Regions from separate parts of the Zea mays genome. Here all the other regions are linked to region 3. Evidence: chromatin contacts called from public Hi-C data. All regions are on one chromosome and are shown on one strand. Each heading gives the region's core, a stretch centred on a gene start, on an enhancer-like site or on the middle of the called end of the contact. The rest is flanking DNA. Distances are from core to core; before and after follow the strand shown. Region 1 overlaps LOC100282213 (ORM1-like protein 2). Region 2 holds the start of LOC100275168. Region 3 has its middle 130 kb from the start of LOC100275162.

The links. Hi-C and Micro-C count contacts between places; a contact is called where the count stands out from the background.
Region 1: a contact with region 3 is called in a Hi-C map of tassel, with 2.3 times the contacts expected there. The contact joins two enhancer-like sites. A contact is called at or near these places in 3 of 25 Hi-C or Micro-C datasets (ear, endosperm and tassel).
Region 2: a contact with region 3 is called in a Hi-C map of bundle sheath, with 5 times the contacts expected there. The contact joins the promoter of LOC100275168 here to the enhancer-like site in region 3. A contact is called at or near these places in 4 of 25 Hi-C or Micro-C datasets (bundle sheath, ear, leaf and 1 more).

What each region holds. Positions count from the first base shown.
Region 1 is chr5:199,101,458-199,104,690 of Zm-B73-REFERENCE-NAM-5.0, forward strand. It overlaps LOC100282213 (ORM1-like protein 2), which reads left to right. Exons shown (of 3, transcript NM_001155125.2): 3 at 1,444-1,866. The coding sequence ends at 1,582. Among protein-coding and RNA genes, the nearest start is that of LOC100282213, 9.4 kb to the left of the region's middle. Within about 2 kb of position 1,739, at least 16 of the 20 cell types and tissues checked have an H3K27ac peak or open chromatin away from gene starts, as enhancers often do. A contact at or near this core is called in ear and tassel, where this site is marked.
Region 2 is chr5:199,119,797-199,123,034 of Zm-B73-REFERENCE-NAM-5.0, forward strand. LOC100275168 reads right to left here and starts at 1,318. Exons shown (of 1, transcript NM_001149322.1): 1 at 1-1,318. The coding sequence starts at 1,157. The coding sequence ends at 78. LOC100275162 (a long non-coding RNA gene) reads left to right here and starts at 1,563. Exons shown (of 2, transcript XR_553688.4): 1 at 1,563-2,040; 2 at 2,127-2,635.
Region 3 is chr5:199,247,502-199,250,735 of Zm-B73-REFERENCE-NAM-5.0, forward strand. It overlaps the pseudogene LOC103627536. Among protein-coding and RNA genes, the nearest start is that of LOC100275162, 130 kb to the left of the region's middle. Within about 2 kb of position 1,915, at least 18 of the 20 cell types and tissues checked have an H3K27ac peak or open chromatin away from gene starts, as enhancers often do. A contact at or near this core is called in bundle sheath, ear, leaf and 2 more, where this site is marked.

The DNA of each region.
Region 1 (3,233 bases), core at 489-2,988, 150 kb before region 3:
TATACGCATATGTAACGTCGCGAAAACCTTCCGTTAAACTGCCATTCATCACCCGCGAAACTGAAAATCTGGGCGCGCCACGGACATGCATGCTTCGGATGGAGTTTACGGCAGGGAACGGAGACGTATTTGAAGCAACTGGACAATGAAGACGCATCAAATGAAGCAAAGCAAACGAGGAGCCGTGAACGTCTGGGATGAGGTGCAAACTGTGGTCCCTAGCTTAAACGATGTGGATTCCTCGAAGATTTTATATTGCTTGGACGATCAGGACTTTTTGGACGGAGGGAGTATATGATAGTGTAAGCAATCAAATGTTTACTACTTCTCTTTGTGTAGCAGCCACGCTTGTTGAATGTTGAAGGCCTAGTGTCCAATTTCATGTTGTTTACTCTGCTCTGAATTTGGTTGTCCATAGCCACAGTTCACTGTGTTGTTCCTGGCCATAGTTCACTGGAGAAATTTGCTGTCTCTCTTCTGAGTAATGTTCAATTTGTGGAAACTTGCTTTTTTGCTTCTTGTAATGTCTCATGTCTCTATAGTAGGCTATGTAAGTTGTTTATGTCATTCTAGGACCTGTTAGTATTCTGGGACCACTCACTGGATCTGTTACAAGGATGAACACATCCGACCTTTCTTTCTTTCACTGTCAAGAAAACAACAAGATGAACTGAGAAAAAACACTTCATGTGTAGCATTAACAATAAGCTATAGTTAGCTTAGGCTGTTTGCTGCAGATCGTGTAAAATAGAGGATTTGCACTGTAAATTACACTGTTTGCAGAGTGAAGTTTGAAATAGGGGATGGGATACGATAGCTGCTGGAGACAGCCTTAGCTGTCTTAGAATAAGCGTTATTATAAAAGACATTTTTAGTGGGAATGTGGGATAAATCTTGAATGTTGCCATGTAGGTGGTAGAGCACCTTTTCTAGTTGTGTAGCAACGGACATTGGAGTTTGTCTAGGGTATAATGTGTACAATTGAATGCTTTACCTGCATTTGCATAGCATAATGGTGTTCACAATAGTTCAATGCTGCTGTAGTTTTGACAGATATTTGTCAGCTTGTACACGTTGCTGACTGTTCATTATGCTGATTCTGTTATAGTTGTAGAGCTGTGGTGCCATTAATATAGACTGATCTTTCATGTGACTTGTGCATTCTCCTGTCGCTAATCTTTTCAAGCACTCCATCAGGTTCACATGATATATAGTGAACATGCATGATAGACTATAGCTAATCCTAACAAAAAGTTAACTACTCTTCATGCTTGATTCGTTACTACTATTATATGCTAATGCAATGAGTAATGTAACGCAGAATCACACTATTTTTATCCATTATTCGCAGAAAGATACTATCAGCCATGTGTTTCTTTTTTTTTTTATCTAGTGTTTTTGTTACTAACTGTAGCTTGCATTCCCCCCATATTTCCTTACCAGGTATCTGATAGCTTTGCACACCACAGACTACCAACAACCTATGCTCTTCCTCAATACCCTTGCCGTCAGCGTGCTTGTGGTCGCCAAACTACCGAATATGCACAAGGTCAGGATTTTTGGAATAAATGCTGAGAGCTAAACAGCGTCATCCTTCACCAGACATTTTACCTATATGCTTTTTCAGAACGGTCTGTATGTTCCCCTTCTAGTGCTTTAGTTGGGCTCATTCATCAGAGTACCATAGTTTAAAAGTTGTTAGCAGATGGGCCTTGGTCGTTGTATAGAGAGATGCTCAGAGGCTGGACTGGACATGTCGCTGCTGTACATCTGATGTGCACAGATTCTGTACACCCTTAATGTTGCTATATGGTTTGTTGCGAGCATCTGTCAGTTGCTATATATGTATGTATAGTATCATTCTTGCAGAGCAATGTTTCCTCAGCTACCATAATACTAGTACCAAAATAGCTCCACAGTACTGGCTGCGCGTATGGCAGGGGCAGGTGGTGATGGATTGAGGGGCAAAATTATTACAAACAGTTTCTGCACTGGCCGTCAGGTATACGTTGGTTTCTTGGTGGGAAAACTGTTTGCTTTCCTCACATTGACAACCGATCGTCTGAAAATGAGCTAGGTTCGTAATCGTGTGTCACGAGGATCTACTCGGAATTGTTTGTGACACTACAATTCCTTGGGGCTAGTCTGTCAATTGTGGCATTGTGATTATCGTCTTTTACTCGTGCTGAAGGATAACAAGTTCACGCCTTCGCGGTAAAAGTAAAACTCTTTTGCTGAGGGTAAAGGTTACCAAATATTACATCTACCTGCAAGTCACCAGTTAGTCAGTTACCATCAGAAGGCAGCTTCCTCCCAGTTGAAAAGTCGAGCAGAGTGACGCACGCCACGCGGTAACAGCAACACCCACTGCGCAGCATCCAAGTCGCACGCAGACACCCGGCCGGCACCTGCAACAGGTGGTGCGCCGCGGACCTTGGTCGTCCGCTGTACGGACTGCTGTTTCGGCGGCCTCCACCACGGTGTCTGTCTGCCAAGCGACGGCCATCGGGACATGACACCAAGACGGAATCGAAATAACATGGCTTGGCTATCCATCTCATACTCGTGTGGAAGGAACTGAACATACATACGGTGAGCCCCAGACAGTTTCGCTGTCGTGTACAGTACCGTCTTTGAGCCCGGCCGGCTGCTGGTTCACGCTTCTCAGCCGTGTCAGCCGGTCAGCCCGTCGCTACCAAAATCTATTCGTTTTTGCTTCACCGATCACCCATGGCCATGCTATGACATTGCCCGGCCGGCTGCTGGTTCACGCTTCTCAGCCGTGTCAGCCGGTCAGCCCGTCGCTACCAAAATCTATTCGTTTTTGCTTCACCGATCACCCATGGCCATGCTATGACATTGCCCGGCCGGCAGAGCTAGGTGAATGGAAGAGCTTTTCCGCTTGCCGGCCGGGGTCCGCCGGGATTGCGTTGTCTCCGCGAGTGCGGATGACGGTGAAAACATTGCCATCCCCCGCGATTCCCTGCACCCGCACCCCCACCCCTTCTGACACGCGTTTCACCGAGACTGGGATATATACTTGCCTCGACCGTTCTTTTCCCCCCTAGCACAGTAAACTACTGTACATGGCATGCTCCCCATCAGCTGCCGAGTTGGTCTGATCTGATCCTGTAATTACAGTCTAACAACGCACATGAATCTTTTTTGGCAAAGAGTGTGCCTCACTGCATTTGCCGTTTTTTCTCCGAAGCCAGACACGAACGCGCCGGATC
Region 2 (3,238 bases), core at 68-2,567, 130 kb before region 3:
CCTTGTCTCTACCCCCCTATCTCCGCATGCTGACAACGGCGCGTGCATGAGCCATGCATGGCGCGCCGCCTTACCATTTACCAAGAGCCTCCGCCACCATTGCTGCTGCCATTCCCGATCATGCTATTGCTCCAGAATCCTGCTGGAGCCTCGTGGCCGCCGGTGACGCCGCTGGCTCCGCCGCCGTCGCCTGCTGCTTGATCTTTGCTGTGCTCGTAGTGATGATGATCAGCTCCGTTGCTCGCGCCGCCGCCAGCAGCGCTCACTGCCGGCTTCAAGTCCTCGAAGGGGAAGAGCATCCTGCCAGCCGCGCTCTCCTGCAGCCCGGCACTGTAACCCCCGGCGCCGCCAACTCCCCCCGTGCCGTGCGTGTCCAGGGAGAACCCGAACACACTCTGAGACTGCGGCGGCGGCGGAACGCGGAACTCGCCCAGCGAGAATCCCGCGGCTGCGTACTCCGCGGGCATCCCTAGCTGAAAGTGCTGCAGTGGGACGTAGCAGCCCGTGCTCCTCAGCAGCTCCAAACCCGAGAGCGCGCCCATGCCCCTGCCGGCGGCGCCGTTGCCCAGCATGGCAGCTCCGGGGTTGCACACGCTGCTGCTCTCCAGGCTCGGGAACGCCGGGAACTCCGGTGGCTGCAGAGCGCGGCCGTTGTGGTGAGGGAACGCCAGGTTGAGGTCGTGCGCGCCCTCGTGCATCAACTTGGGGTTCTTGGCCGCGAGCCCCACGGGGACCGTGCCAGACATAGCCGCGGAGGTGGAGGCGGCGGCGGCCGCAGCCGCCGACGACACGGCCGAGGACGAGCGCTTGTTCTTCCTGGAGCCGCCGCCCACCGGAACGTTGCGGAGCGAGCCGCCCTCGGTCCAGTAGCGACGGCACGTCTTGCAGAAGTAGCGCGGCTGCTGGAGGCTATAGTTGTTGTAATAGCAGAACTTGGTATTGGTGGAGTTGCACCGCGGGCAGTTGAGCGCCTTCTCCTTCTGCGGCCGCGCCCGCCGCTCCGGCCCCGCTCCTCCGGTCGCGCCAGCGCTAGGCGGCGCTGCCGCAACCGCGGCGGGAGCGCCTGCCCTCTGGGCGCCGGGAGCCGAGGGCGCAGCCGGCGGTGGGTTTGGATTCTGGTTTAGATTTGCGTTTCCAGCCATGAGCATCTCCTCCATGGGCTTCCCTAGCCCTAGCCCCTGGTGATGGACACATATTGCTCATCGTTAGATGATACCACTGCAAACCTGAATGATGATTGTTAAGGTAACTGACAACTACTACGAAGCAAGAACATGTAGTATGTATGGGAGATTGAAGAGATGGATATAGCAAGCACATATCAGAGGGGGTATGAGCGTGGAGGACTTTGGATTCTTATGGTGCAACAACTGCAGTGCAGTGCAACAAAGAACCAAGCACATGGATACAAAGGCGAGATTAAAGAGAATGGGAAAAGGCAAATAAAAAGGTGAAAAAAAACAAGGAAAAGATGAGAGAGAAACATCGCAGCGCACCACATAAACTCAACTTTGCTTGTGCTCTTGTAGGGTTGCATCTGTGGCGTAGCACTTCTACTCACTCCATCACCCAAGACATGGCTGCTCTTTTGATGCAAGGTGTGGGAGAGGGAGGGTAAAGCTCCTCTCCATACGAGAAAGAAAAGGAGGGATAAAGGAGATGAGAGCTTGGAAAGGGGGGATAAGATAGAAAGAAAGGCAGGAACACAAAGGAAGATAAAGGCGGCCGTGTGCTCCTTTCAAGGATTAAAAGGAGGAGACAAGGGGGAATTAAAGGCCCCGGAGTCCCCCCAGCTCAAAGCCAATGGAGAAGAGACGGCACGCACACAGAGAGGAGGTGACGATACTCGCCTAGATCTACGCAAAGAATAAAAGGTTCGCCATGGCGGTATCCAAGAACAAGAAAGCCTGCCGCGGCGAGGCAGATAGATCATCGTGCTCACACCCACATACATACTCCTATAAGAAAGCAAGAGCTCCAGGACCAAGGCGCAGGCCAGGGAGAGGCGGAGAACAAGACCACCAAGATCCAAGCCGGCAGGTGAGAGATCTCGTACGCATAGCCCCCGATGTGCACGGTTGCAGCTATATAGCGCCTGGTTCGATCGAGACGGCTGTGCTGTGCAGATTATAGCTTACCTGATGCCACTGCGCCGCATCCATGCATGCAAGGATCCCAATTCCGCTCCTCGCCAGCGGTTCTCCCGTGTGGTGGTTGTTGCCTCCGAGGGGCGAGGAAGAAGACGTACGAGCTGAGGACGACTACGACGACGAGGACGAGGACGAGGCGCAGGAGGAAGGAGGAGGAGGAGCGTACTGGAGCTGGATGGGACGGGCGAGGGAGGAGGAATGTCCTGTGTAGTGGAATTGCTCCCCGGCCCCCTTCTCTAGTCTTCTCCTTCATATGTCATGAGACGAGATAGTGCGATTCTTTTTCTCGCAATATTTTTATGCGTCTAGCTAGGCTCGCTCGCTGGAGGCTGCTGCTGCTGCTGGTGCTGGAGCGAAGCGAAGCGAGGAGGAAGAGCAACCGAAATCGGTGCCCCGGCAGTTTTCGGAAACGCGTCAAAAAATTTCGTCCATGTAACGCTTTTCCAAGCGTGCTAGCTTTGTCCGTGTACGTAGCGATTTTTTTTTGGGCCGGGTCCGGAGGGAGCTACAGAAAAAACCAGTCGGTGACAGCAGCCAGCCGCGCGCGCAGCCCTTGGCATGATGGGGCCTCGCACGTGCGTAGGGAACCGTGCCACGTGCGAGCAACTAACCGGGGGTGTGGTTTTAGTGCTTTAATTAAACACATCCTGGTTTCTGAATTCAAGAACGATGGACTCATGATCGATCGAACGACGCCCGCGGTCACTTGAGCCTTGAATATATCTATAAAACCTACCTAATACAGCCTATCATTCTTGTCCTCGTCGCGATGTTTGTGTAGATCTATATATATGTGTACACGTATTTACTTCTAGTTTTTTTTTCGGTCCGTCCAGAAATAACTGCACACTTTGGCCTCGCTTGGTTGTACTTATGAGGCAACAAGGCTGATACCGCACAAATCTAAACTAAAAGGCACTGTAGTAGCTGTAGATTAATAGTGTTTACATGGAACCACACAGCAGCTGCTGCATTCTGCCAAATGAATGCAGCCGATCAATCAAGCTGCTTATTTTTTTTTTCAGTAACTTGAAATATTGTATGTGCGAAGTTAACATATACACAGTCGGCAGTCGCACTTCTCCAAT
Region 3 (3,234 bases), core at 665-3,164:
CATACCGAGATAAGTAGCTGGAAAAGAACCCATCGAACCCTAAAACTGTTGAGCCACTGAGTGTAGCACCTGCAGATCTGTTGTATATTGAATAGAGTGAATTTTGCCATATTCATGTTTAGGCCCGATACCTTGCCGGAGTGTATCAGGAATTATTGTACATTTCTCACATCCGGAGTCATGGGTTTTAAGAAAAGCCTAGCATCATCAGCATAGAGACTAGTGCGAACTACGATATGGTCAGCCTGCATTACACCGCAGTAAACATGATGCATATATATATTCGGCTACATGCCTACAACTCAACTACTTCAGTAACTTGCTTTTTACCTTCATTGGCCAGACGAACGAATGGAGCAAAAGCCCGTGTTGCTAGTATGGTTATTACAAAACATTAGACTGCGCAAAAAAGTACTGGGCAGGATGCTGCTCTACAGAAATTCTAAAACACGTCCACAAATGTTCTATAAGGAATATAAACACAAGTACACAACGAAAACTACTGCACGAGCAAAGTTGACACATAATTATCACTATGACCAAATTAAGAATACAAGAATTTATGTGGATCGTTTTCTTAATTATATTAGCACATATACGAATGCACATTCGTGGGATTCTGGGATAAAAAATATACCAGCGAGAAGCCAGAACTGTTGGGTAGAAATTCTCAAGATTCCCACAGAGATTTATACTTCTTCACTGCCACTTCTGCTAGTGTTTTTCCGAACATTGTACTTGCATAGGGGGCATGTGGCATTGATGTGCAACCATTTATCGATGCAAACCCAATGAAAATGGTGGCCAGAAGGAAGTTCACGAGGCTCTGCACCATCATAAGCCGAAAGGCAAATACAGCACTCCTGCACATAGACAAAGAGCAACAAATTCATTGACGCTAGAATGAATACTGTTCGAAGCAACATACACCTGAACAAGGCCATCAGAATTAAGAGAAGTCGGAACAAAGTTTGCCAGGAAGATCTAACGTACATCAGAGTTGATAACTACAGTTTTGGCCATGAATATGTACAAATAATAACAAATAATTAGCTACTATCAGTTCTTTCAGACATTCCTTCTCCATTCCAATGCTTTTTTACTTGATCTAACGCGCCACCTATATAAATAATTTGTCAAATCTATTTTATGAAACTTTCTTTCATTCCAACAAAAAATTCTGAACCGCAGTCTCCCTAATGCAATAAGTTAAAGAATCAAGAACTAGAGAATTTACCACGTCTTCAGCTGCAAGTACTTTTTCAATAGGTTGATTTGTGCCACATTCTATCATAATTCCACCAGAAGATCCAGGCACACTACTAGGTCGCTTTTCTGGCTCTTCCATCTTCCGAAATTTGTATTTTGGAATTTGATGAATGTCATCTTCAGATGCTCCCTCATGTTTTCAGTCAGATGATCAGAAGATTAAAATCATGCTTACAAATTAAATGTGCATTATTTTCTCAAACAAACTAAATGTGCAATAGAAGGTATAAAGAAAGAGAAGCAACAAAACAGAACACATGATCTACAAGAAAAACAAAACAAAGAAAGTAAATTTAAACAAAGAAAAGCATGTAATTTTACCATGTCACTCATCACGGTAAACCTAGCACAGCAGTATCTACAACCAGTGTTTTCAAGTCATCCGACTAATTGCGCGGACTAATCGTTAACCTGAACCCAACTATAACCACCGAAGCGATTAGACCGAACAGAATTCTAGTCGTCCGGTTAGTTGACAACTAATCACGGTTAGTCGTCGGGTTTGGTGTGGGACGACCAGATTGGACATGTGTTTTTAGATGGGCTTTTGAGATTAATGGGTGTTGCAGTTGTGGGACGACCAGACCGACCAGAATTCTAGTCGTCCATCTGTGGGCTCATGGGCTGCTATTGTGGCCTTTTAGGGTTGCCAAACTAGACAGTAAGCTACAGCCGCACAAGAACGCATCGCATAGAGCCGCCCGTGCTGCCACACAGCTGCAGTGCCATCTACAAGTTCTAGGCGGCTGGCCGTGCTGCCGCAGTACCGCTGCCGCCCACAAGATCCAGTTCCAGGCAACCGCCCTGCTACCACACAACTACAGTGTCGCCCACAAATTCTAGGCGGCCGCCCGTTCTGCGCTGTTGCCGCCCCAGGCAACACTCGCCATCTTCAAGGTTCGTCGTCCAGGCCTAGCTCTTGTGTATCCGCTGGTATCAAGCGCCGAAAAGATGAGGTTGTCTTGAGATGGTTAGTATGCTTCTTGATGCTCTGCTTTGCTTGCATTAGGCTCGATTAGTCGGTCTGGTCGACAACTAATCGCGACTACTCGACTAATCGGTAGCTATACAACTAGACTCGAAAACATAGTTTACAACTTGCTCATACATTGGAAGTTCTCAAAGCTTGCTATATACACCAACAACAGCAACAAAGCTTTTTAGTCCCAAGCAAGTTGGGCTTGCTATATACACCATGTGTTGAAAACCAGATTGGAACAGGAAAGTTCAGAAAACGTAAAGTAGTATTCAATAAGTCAGAATCACAACAGGCTAGAGTATATGTGGTAAATTGGTGATTGGGCTTCCAGTGTTTATACGGTCTACTCATATAGGGTTAAAAAGATAATGCTAATGAGCTGAGCTAATTTTCCTACTGAGAACATGTCCACGTCTCCAACTTGGATGAGCCAAAATAGGTGGCAGTGCTAGATATTTTTCATTTCCACTAAACATTGGTTTCAATCATCAAAATTGTTTAAGCATGCATAATTAATCAATATTTAAATTGAGAAATTTTGCAGGTGCAATTGACAATTCAACAGCATAGCAGTAACGTGATTTACTCACAATTTCAATTTCATGATTGGCAGAATACACGAGTTTTGGAAATTTTACAATGACCAGAACATGTAAAAACAGACCGAGTAATTGGTAATTAGATGTTTACCAGCCTTGCCTGATGATTAATTAGCTATGCTTAGACCTGATACTTTAGCAACCATTCAAAAATGTTACTAATGTAGTAATATTCCTCATGTATAGTGAATACACGGCCTAACCAGCTTGAATTGAAGAACCTTTACAAGATTTATCTGCCGACCACTGTGTCACACTGAAGCTTGTACAATAAGAGATAAACTACGTAAGGTTATGCCACAAAAGTAGATAGTGAAACTAGTAAACCAATTTACACATAATACGTAGGAAAAAAAACAAAGTTATGACAACTTCTATCAACATATA